Linked DNA regions of Rattus norvegicus: region 1 is linked to region 2. A link is a contact called in public Hi-C data. All regions are on one chromosome and are shown on one strand. The core of a region is the stretch at or near the end of the contact, and the rest is flanking DNA. Distances in the headings are between cores, read along the strand shown. Region 1 has its middle 27 kb from the start of Dnah5. Region 2 holds the start of Trio (trio Rho guanine nucleotide exchange factor).

Evidence for each region. A called contact is a pair of places that touch in the nucleus more often than the background predicts.
Region 1: a contact with region 2 is called in a Hi-C map of psoas muscle, with 2.6 times the contacts expected there. The contact joins the enhancer-like site here to the promoter of Trio in region 2. A contact is called at or near these places in 5 of 12 Hi-C or Micro-C datasets (the A7r5 cell line, the Rat2 cell line, Schwann cells and 2 more) and 1 of 1 datasets of contacts at active chromatin or transcription factors (oligodendrocytes).

The regions. Positions count from the first base shown.
Region 1 is chr2:80,682,468-80,686,715 of GRCr8, reverse strand. It overlaps a transcript of Dnah5 not described here and the pseudogene LOC108349970. Among named protein-coding and RNA genes, the nearest start is that of Dnah5, 27 kb to the left of the region's middle. Within about 2 kb of position 1,920, at least 7 of the 93 cell types and tissues checked have an H3K27ac peak or open chromatin away from gene starts, as enhancers often do.
Region 2 is chr2:80,528,992-80,533,103 of GRCr8, reverse strand. It overlaps Trio (trio Rho guanine nucleotide exchange factor), which reads left to right and starts at 1,492. Exons shown (of 57, transcript NM_001107658.3): 1 at 1,492-1,933. The coding sequence starts at 1,777.

The DNA of each region.
Region 1 (4,248 bases), core at 671-3,170, 150 kb before region 2:
TTCCAGGTACTTTAATTAGCCCCAGAAACACCAAAGCTCCTTTTTTTGAGAAGTGGAAATCTATTTCTGTTATCCATTAGCGACCTAAAAGCATTTCTGCAATTCAATGGCCAGGCAATAGGATGTCACCAACCCAGAGAGAGCATGATGAATGTCCTCCAGGGGACGTGTAGCACCCCTTCTTACCAAGTGAGCCTTGTGTGTGCATGCTTAGCTTTACACGAGAAATGCAGGATTCCAGCTAGGATAAAATTAGATTCTAAAAACCATCATGAAGTTAATGAACAAGGGTGATCATGAGGCAGATGCCAACACACGTTAGGAAAGGAGTTAAATACCCGGTGTCTTTATTATGCTCTAAATTTTCTCTTTAAGCAGGTGGAACATATTTTCAAGATAAATGAATTGACTGGGTGGTTTTTCACTTTTAACTATCTTAGTCTGTGCAAGCCTGGGCTAAAAGGCTTTGTGTATACACAAAGGCTCTGAAATCAATTCTCTGAGCAAAAAGAAAAATCAATACTCTGGCACCTGTATTATCGATGGTAAATATAACCAAATACAGATTGCATAGCATTTAGAGTCATGAAGGAATTGTGTTGTGGAGAATTTTATTTGCCCAGGATGCTGACCACTGAGATGGGCACAAACAGGTGTTTTCCCAGGGAGTTGAAGAACACAAAGCGAATCCTGTAGACCATCTTCAGGAAACAACCCATGAGGAGCAGAGACATGAATATGAAGACAGAGTTCTTCCTGAGTGACTCTGTGATCTGCCTTGCTGCATGCAGTCATGCTCCACAAAATACCTGAACTCGGGTCAGCCCTATGCTTCTCCTTCTGAACCTCTTGAGGGCCACATTAGTCCCGTGCAAAGCAAGAGCAAGAGCAGATCCTGAAGACCGAGAGGCTCAAGCGCTTCTCTAGCCTTCATGTGTTTCATCTGGGATTTTCGGCACACAATATAGCCCATTGCCAAAATCTCACAAAAATGACAAAGGCCTGGGAAGGGAGGTATCTCCTCAGAAGTTCAAAGGGAGAAGACAATGTCCAAGTGAGATTCATGTCCCCACTCTCAAGCTGCCTCCTGCTCACCTCTGCCCTAGAGGATCCTCCCCTGTGTCTCTCATCATTCACGCACTAAGCCCAAACTGCCCTTCCTATCCTGTGCCCACATTCCTCCGCTAGCTTCCTACCATTCAGCCACCACTGCCCAACCCCAAAAAACTTCAGGAAGCCATTCTTCTTTTGTCATGCTATCTCTCAGCTCCTATTACATCTAGTTACATACCCAAGATCTCCTGCACACCCAAGGATGACTTTCTCCCAAAATAAATATTGCCTTTCAAAGCATCAGTGACATTGACATTTTGTAACAAGTCCCAGCATCCTTCTGTAATAAACCAAAAAAAAAAAATGGATTACAGAAGACTTACAATGAGACCTTAGTGAAACAGTCACAACATGAAGGACACATAAAAAACATTCAAACCCTGTTATACATGACTGGTTGCACATCTCTAATGCTAAAAAAGGATGGCTAACCACTGGCGCAGCAGCTACATATGACCAACCCAGACATCACAGGAAAAGCAAAGTGATCTAACTAATTGTCAAGGAGTCATACCACAGGTGGACAGGATTTCCTATGCAGATGCTTTAAATGGGCAAGGAAACTACACTTGGCTGACGATGGCAGGCCTCGGTCTGAGAGCCTCCTGTCCACCTCTTCCTGCTGCAGGGCAGCATTCAAACGTGGCTGCTCACCTAATTGTCTATCTGCTGCCATTACTATGTTTGCCTATCAGTGTTCTTCTGTCACATGGCTGGCTGGCTGCTTGCTTTGCTTAGGGTCAGTGAGAACAGCTGCTTGGGTTCTCTGCCACAATTCGCCTTCAGCAGCAGCTGTCCATCACACAGGGGCAGCAGAGATCCGTGATCCATGAAGGCCAGAGAGGACCACAGACAGGAGCTTACAGGCATGAAGCTTCACAGACATGACCCACTGTCTCCGACAGAGACCAGTTTGAGGCTTCTTCACACACTGGTCCCTCCCATGTGTTCATGCCCTGATAACTGTGGGCATTTTGGGCTGAGCTGGTTTTAACTTACTTACAGTTTTCAGTAAAGATTAGCATGGTGGTATTCCCAGTGAGAAGGCTGAGCCTTTTCAAAACCCATCATGCATTTCTTTAATTTTTGTTTTGTTTTGGTTTTTTTTTGTATTTGTATAAGGGCAGGCATGTGTAAGGGTGTAGGTACATGCATGCTTGCACGTGTGTGTAGAGGACAGAGGCTGGGTTTGCTGGGTTGCTCAATTGTTCTACTGATGTTTGTTTGTTTGTTTGTTTGTTTGTTTGTTTGTTTGTTTGAGACAGAATTTCCTACTGAGTTGGGCTAGACTGTCTGGTGAAAGAATCATTCAGCTCTGCCTGCTTAGCACTAAGGTTAAGATTCATGCCCAATTGTCACAGGGGCACTGGGGCTTGCACTCAGTCACTCATGTTTATGTTTCTGTAGATCCCACCTCTCAGTGGCTGCACCATCTTAGCACTCCCCGACTGGAGACCAAGTTTCCAGTGCATGAGCTTTGGGGACCAGACAGACTGAAGCAGCATGTCTATCATGGTGTAGTTACATTATCAGGAGTAGGCTTGGTGCTAGGAGAAGTCTCCGGGCTTAAGAGCACATACTGTTCTTGCAGAGGACTAGTTTTGGTAACTCAAGTTCCAAGGAATCAAAAATTCTCTTCTGACCCCCACATGTGCCTGCCTTGTGTACATACCTACACACAAAATATAAATATGAATTATTTTTAAAATTGTAAGAATAAACTTAAAGTAGATTTCGAATTTTGATCAATGAGAATCCAATTTTCTGCTCCTCTCACATCTAATGACTAAAAGAGTTGCCCATAAACTACTTAAAAACCAATCTTTCAAAATGGCTATCGCATTTATGAACTCACAGTGTCTGTGGTTACCTGGTTACCAGCACAAGACCTACACAAGATCTAGCTAATCAAATGTCTAGCATAGAAGGGGCAGGTGTGTTTTTTTCTGCTGAAAGCCAGGTACTTGCTGTCAAAATGGGAGAGTTCAGGAAACCCTAGAAAGTGGTGCTGGTCCTGGTTGGATGCTACTCTAGACACAAGGCCATCATCATGAAATGCATCGATGACGGCACCTCAGACCACCCTCACAGCCATGCCCTGGTGGCTGGAATTGACCATTATCTCCAAAAAGTGACAGCTGCCATGGGCAAGAAGAAAATTGCCAATAGAACCAAGACCAAGTCCTTTGTGAAAGTTTATGACTACAACCACCTCATGCTCAAAGGTAATCTGTGGATATCGCCTTGGACAAAACTGTTGTCAAGAAGGGTGTGTTCAGAGACCCAGTGTTGAAACACAAGGCCAGGCAGGAGTCCAAGGTCAAGTCTGAGGAGTGATACAAGACAGGGAAGAACAAATATTTTTTCCAGAAGCTTCACTTTTAGATATATTTTTGTTTTCTTCATTAAACATTAAAAAGGGGGGCAATGCTCTCCAGGGCTATTCATCACTAAAGAGTTATCGACAGCAGATAACTGTTAGAGGAGGGAGACGCATTCTTCTTAGAAAATATAGTCACTGGTAAGTTTCCCAGGATCCAGTGAGTGGATCCATACCCATGTGTATATGAACAGCAGTAACTGAATTTGATAAATTATAATAGGAAAAGGAAGGGCTAAAGGGATGGCACAGCAGTTAACAGGACACACTGGTCTGTAGAGGAACTAAGCTCAGTTCCTAACACTCAGATAATTCTGCTCATGGCACACACACACACACACACACACACACACACACACGCATGCATGCACAATTAAGAGTGATAAAAACAAATCTGAAAAGAAAGAAGACAGGATGTTTTGAGGGTATATGTTGAAGAAATACAAAAGTTATGAGGGAAATGGGAAGAGAATACCATCATGGTTCATTATATAAACATATGAAGTCCACAAAAAATTATATAATTAAAAAATTAGTCTATGTGCTGAATATTTTTTATATCAACACCAGCTAACATCATCTGAGAGGAGGAAACTTCAACTTAAAAAAATGGGGGTTGGGGATTTAGCTCAGTGGTAGAGCGCTTGCCTAGCAAGCGCAAGGCCCTGGGTTCAGTCCCCAGCTCCAAAAAAAAAAAAAAAAAAGAAAAGAAAAGAAAAGAAATGCCTCCATAAGATCAGGCTGCAGGCAAACCT
Region 2 (4,112 bases), core at 243-2,742:
TTGTCTGTCTTCCCAGTGAAAAGCTAGGTACAGTAGTTTGTGCCTCTGTAATTTCAGCACTAGGGAGGCAGAGACAGGAGGACCCTTTGGTATTGCTAGTCAACTGTCTAATTAACCAGGGAGCTCCAGATTCAGTGAGAGACTCTGCTTCAAAAGAGAAGGTGAGGAGAGAGTGACTGAGTTAGACACTAGACACCTATCTTTGTATTCTCATGAACACAGACACAAGTGCCAATAGGCACACATGTGCACGCGTGCCTGTGCATGCACAGGCAAAAGAGAGGCAGAGAGATCTAAATGCTAGGTGTGTGGGCTGTTGCAAAAATGTTTCCAGGACCAATTAATTTACAGGGCAAGAAGATACAGGCACGTGTACTATCATGCTATCTCAAATATATTCATACTGCTGTAGTTCTTTACACACACCTATAGCAAGGTGAACACAAGTTCCTACGGATGTCTCCAGCCTTCATCCTGAACGAAACTAAGGCCCCTAAACCTACTTCCCTTGTTTGTCTGAGACTCCCAAGGGAAAAAGATCTGGTGGCCACTTAATCATCGTTCTCCCGTTAAACATAGGTAGTGGTGTACTTTGATGGAATTTGTTGATCTGTCTTCTCAGGCATTTGATCTTCAATTATCCTGTGCCCATTCTTTCACTGCACTCATCTTGCAGCCGTGACATAAAGCAGAATTTGGTATTCCACACAGTTGATTTAACGTACATTTTCTTTAAGGTTCCCTTTCTTCTGGTCTCCCCTGCCTCCATCATCTTTCCAATACATCTGAGCAGCGTGAGGACCCAGCATGATTGGGAGATGGGGATTCCCCGCAAACACGCCCCCCCCCCCCGCTTTTTACATACAAGGAGACGGTAGACTAGAGCAGATAATCTGTTTTCATTGCCTCTCTGCTCATTCAACAATTATCTAGCTCCTTCTACATGCCAGTGCCAGCGCTGCTCCTGCAAGGGCCACACCAGCTCTGTGCCCTTGTCACTCGGCTCCACGGGTGACATAAATAATAATGAAAGCGGTCCAGCATTAGGGCTGCTTGCAGTGCAGGCGCGAGAATCCTGGCAGGGGGCGCAGTGCCGGCCTGGAAGGCCAGTGTGGGTCGGTCACACTTGTTCCTGCTCCTCCCAGGTTTGGAGCAGCCCTGGAGGAGGAGACCTGGCCAGCTCCACGTTTCTGCAGCCACTCCATTCCGCCCTCAGGGCTCCCAGGCGCGGCCCCGCCCCTCCATGATCCCGCCCACAACAGGCACCGCCCACCAGCCGAGCCCACGCTCCGGCCCCTAACGAAGCTCTCCGGAAATTCCCGAAGCCCCTCTTTTTCCTTCCTCTCCTTTCCCTGCTCTCCCTTTCCTTTCACCCGGACTCCCTCGGCCGTGATTTCTCCCTCCCCCTCCTTCCTTCCCCATCGGAAAGCAAGATGGAGGCTCGCTGCTGCCGCCGGCGTCCGTGATCGCGGAGCTTCTCCAGCCCCGGCCCCCGCCCTCGCGTGTCCGCGCCGCTGCCCGCGCCCCGGCCGGCCACACAGAGGCCGTGGCTCCGCGCGCCCGCCCCGCGCCAGGCTCGCGGTTCCCGGGCGGTGTCCTCGTCTATGTGGGCGCGCTCCTCGGGCCGAGCCGCCGCCGCCCGCCGCCCCGGGGCTGTGCGTCCGCGCGCCGGGCGCGGGCAGCTGGGTGTTCGGCGCCGTCAGGCCAGGCGCGGGCGGCTGGGTGCGCGGAGCTAGGGGCGCGGGGCCTGAGGCGGGCTCGTCCGCCGCCGAAGCCATGAGCGGCAGCAGCGGCGGTGCCACCGCCCCGGCCGCGTCCTCCGGCCCGGCGGCGGCGGCCAGCGCGGCGGGCTCCGGCTGCGGGGGCGGCGCCGGCGAGGGTGCCGAGGAGGCCGCCAAGGACCTGGCCGACATCGCGGCCTTCTTTCGATCCGGTGAGTACCGCGGTTGCCCCACGCGCTCCGCCGGCCCGGCGCGCCCCGATCTCCGGCCCGGTACAGCCCTGCGCGCTCTCGTCCCCGTCGCCGCATCGGGGCTCTGCGATCCACTCCGGCGTGTCAGGTTACCCACGCCGCCCGTGTGCTGCAGCTGGTCCCGGGCGCCTTCACTCGCTTTCCCGGCACTCGCCCCTCGTGCCAGGCTAGACACCCCTCGGTCTCCCGCTGCAGCGACCACGGCCCCGCGTGTAGGGGCGCCGGCTCTTTGTTTCTTGCTGGAGGGCCGAGGAGGCGGCGGCGGGGACGGCGTGGGCGGAGGCCGGTGTCCCGGAGGACGAGCTCACCGGGACTGGGGACAGCAGCTCTGCCCTGTGATAGCTTTTGGGCCGCTGATAGCTGGACCCCCGACCTCATTATCAGCGAGTGTCCTGGCTCCGGTCTTCTAGCCTGTCATCCAGCCTTGGCGGTACAGTTCTGTGAAACCGGGCAGCCATCGCACCTTAGCCCAGGAACCGAGGAAGGTGGCTGAGCTGAGGCGGCGGTCAGGTCCAGCCATTGTCTCTTGGGGGAGGCCAGGGAAGGACATCTGGGACCGTGGTGGTTCTAGGGAGAGGCGTGGGACTAGGGCTGGCGAGCACTGCGTGGGTGGCGTGGACCTGGAGGCAGCTCGGGGCAGCTCGGGGTCCGCTCTGGCGAGCAGGAGGTGGCCGAGGAGGAGGCTAGCCCGGAGCCCAGCGGTCGGGAGGGGCGCTGGTGTGCGGCGCAGGGGGCGTGACGGGGCGTCCCGGGGACCCCGGTAACGGCACCTCCTCCAAGCCCGGCCCGGCCCAGATCCCGCGCGAGCCCGGCTAGCGTCCGCACGTCCCTGCGTGCCGTCCGGTTTGCTTGCGCGCCCGGGAGGCGGCGGAGGGCAGCGGCGGCGGTCGGGGGCCTGCAGCTCGGGGAGCAGTCCCTGGCGGGCCAGGCTTGGGAGTGAGGATGCAGGCTCCGCGCTGGAGAGCCGGAGAGGGCGGCCCAGGTCAGGCACCGGAGGGGCGGGCGGGCCAGGGAGGGCGCGGGGAAGCTGCCCGCCTCCGGGAGGACGACTGGGAGAGCCTCGGGGTCTAGCGAGCGGCCTGCACCCGGGTGAGCGCGGGAGGCTGACAGCTCAGGTTCTCTCTAGCCTCTTTCAAAGTCAGCTCCCTAACTGGGAGAGATCAGGACTGCAGTCTGGGTCATTAGGAGCTAGCAATTGAAGCGACCGGCCTTGGGCGAGGCAGATAACTTCTAGACCGTTAGACACCTGGTTTAGTTCTGTCTTCTTGATCATTGTCTGGAAGGGTTAGTTTTGATTTGTCTTTACCGATTGGTTATGACTAGAAGTGACACATTCCGTCTCTACGGTGTCAACTTGGGTTTCGTGTGCTCTCTCTAGTACTTCATCTCCCGTGAGGTCCTTGCAGAAATGCGCTGAGGTTTAGAAAAACATCAACTCCTTCAAATGAAAGCTTTAACAGTTTTTTTAAAATGTATTATTTATTTTTTTGGTGTGTGACTGGCTGGATAGAGGAGAACTGAGCTTCCTCCATGGCCAAAACCCATCATTCTTTCTTTTACCTATCACCTGTGACAGAATAAATGGTTTTGTGTAGAGCTCATCTTCATGATATTAGAGAAAGGTTCTTGTGCCCAAGAGATGGATTTTTTCCCCACTCATGTTTTAATGTTCAGGAATGACTTGTTTTCAAGATTCTCCAAAGACATGCTGGTCTTGTTTGCCTCTCTTCCTACTGTTCCTAATGTTCCGTAGTCCTGGGTTGCTCGTTCATTTTAGAGTTCCTGTCCAGATAAAAGCCCCTTACTTCTTTATTTCCTTTATTCTACCTCCAAAGTGACTTGACAAGCTTTTTTTTTAGTTGACCGACTGATGGTCAGGAGCCAGCGCCGATTTTCAGGTGGTCTTAGAACTGTCCCATCCCAAGGGCAGTGTGCTGGACCCTTTTTAGTTAGTCTCCACTTCAGGCAGCTCCGAATCCTGCCCCAGATCTCAGTGGTTGGCGTCTAGGCCGTTTGTGTCTAGTAGAGGATAGATACAAAGGGGCGGGTAAGTTTGAAGCCCAGGCATGGTGGTTTTAAGGGTGGCCTTGGTTGGAGACCTCATGGAATAGAGTCAGGTAGGATTCCTCCAGGAAAGATT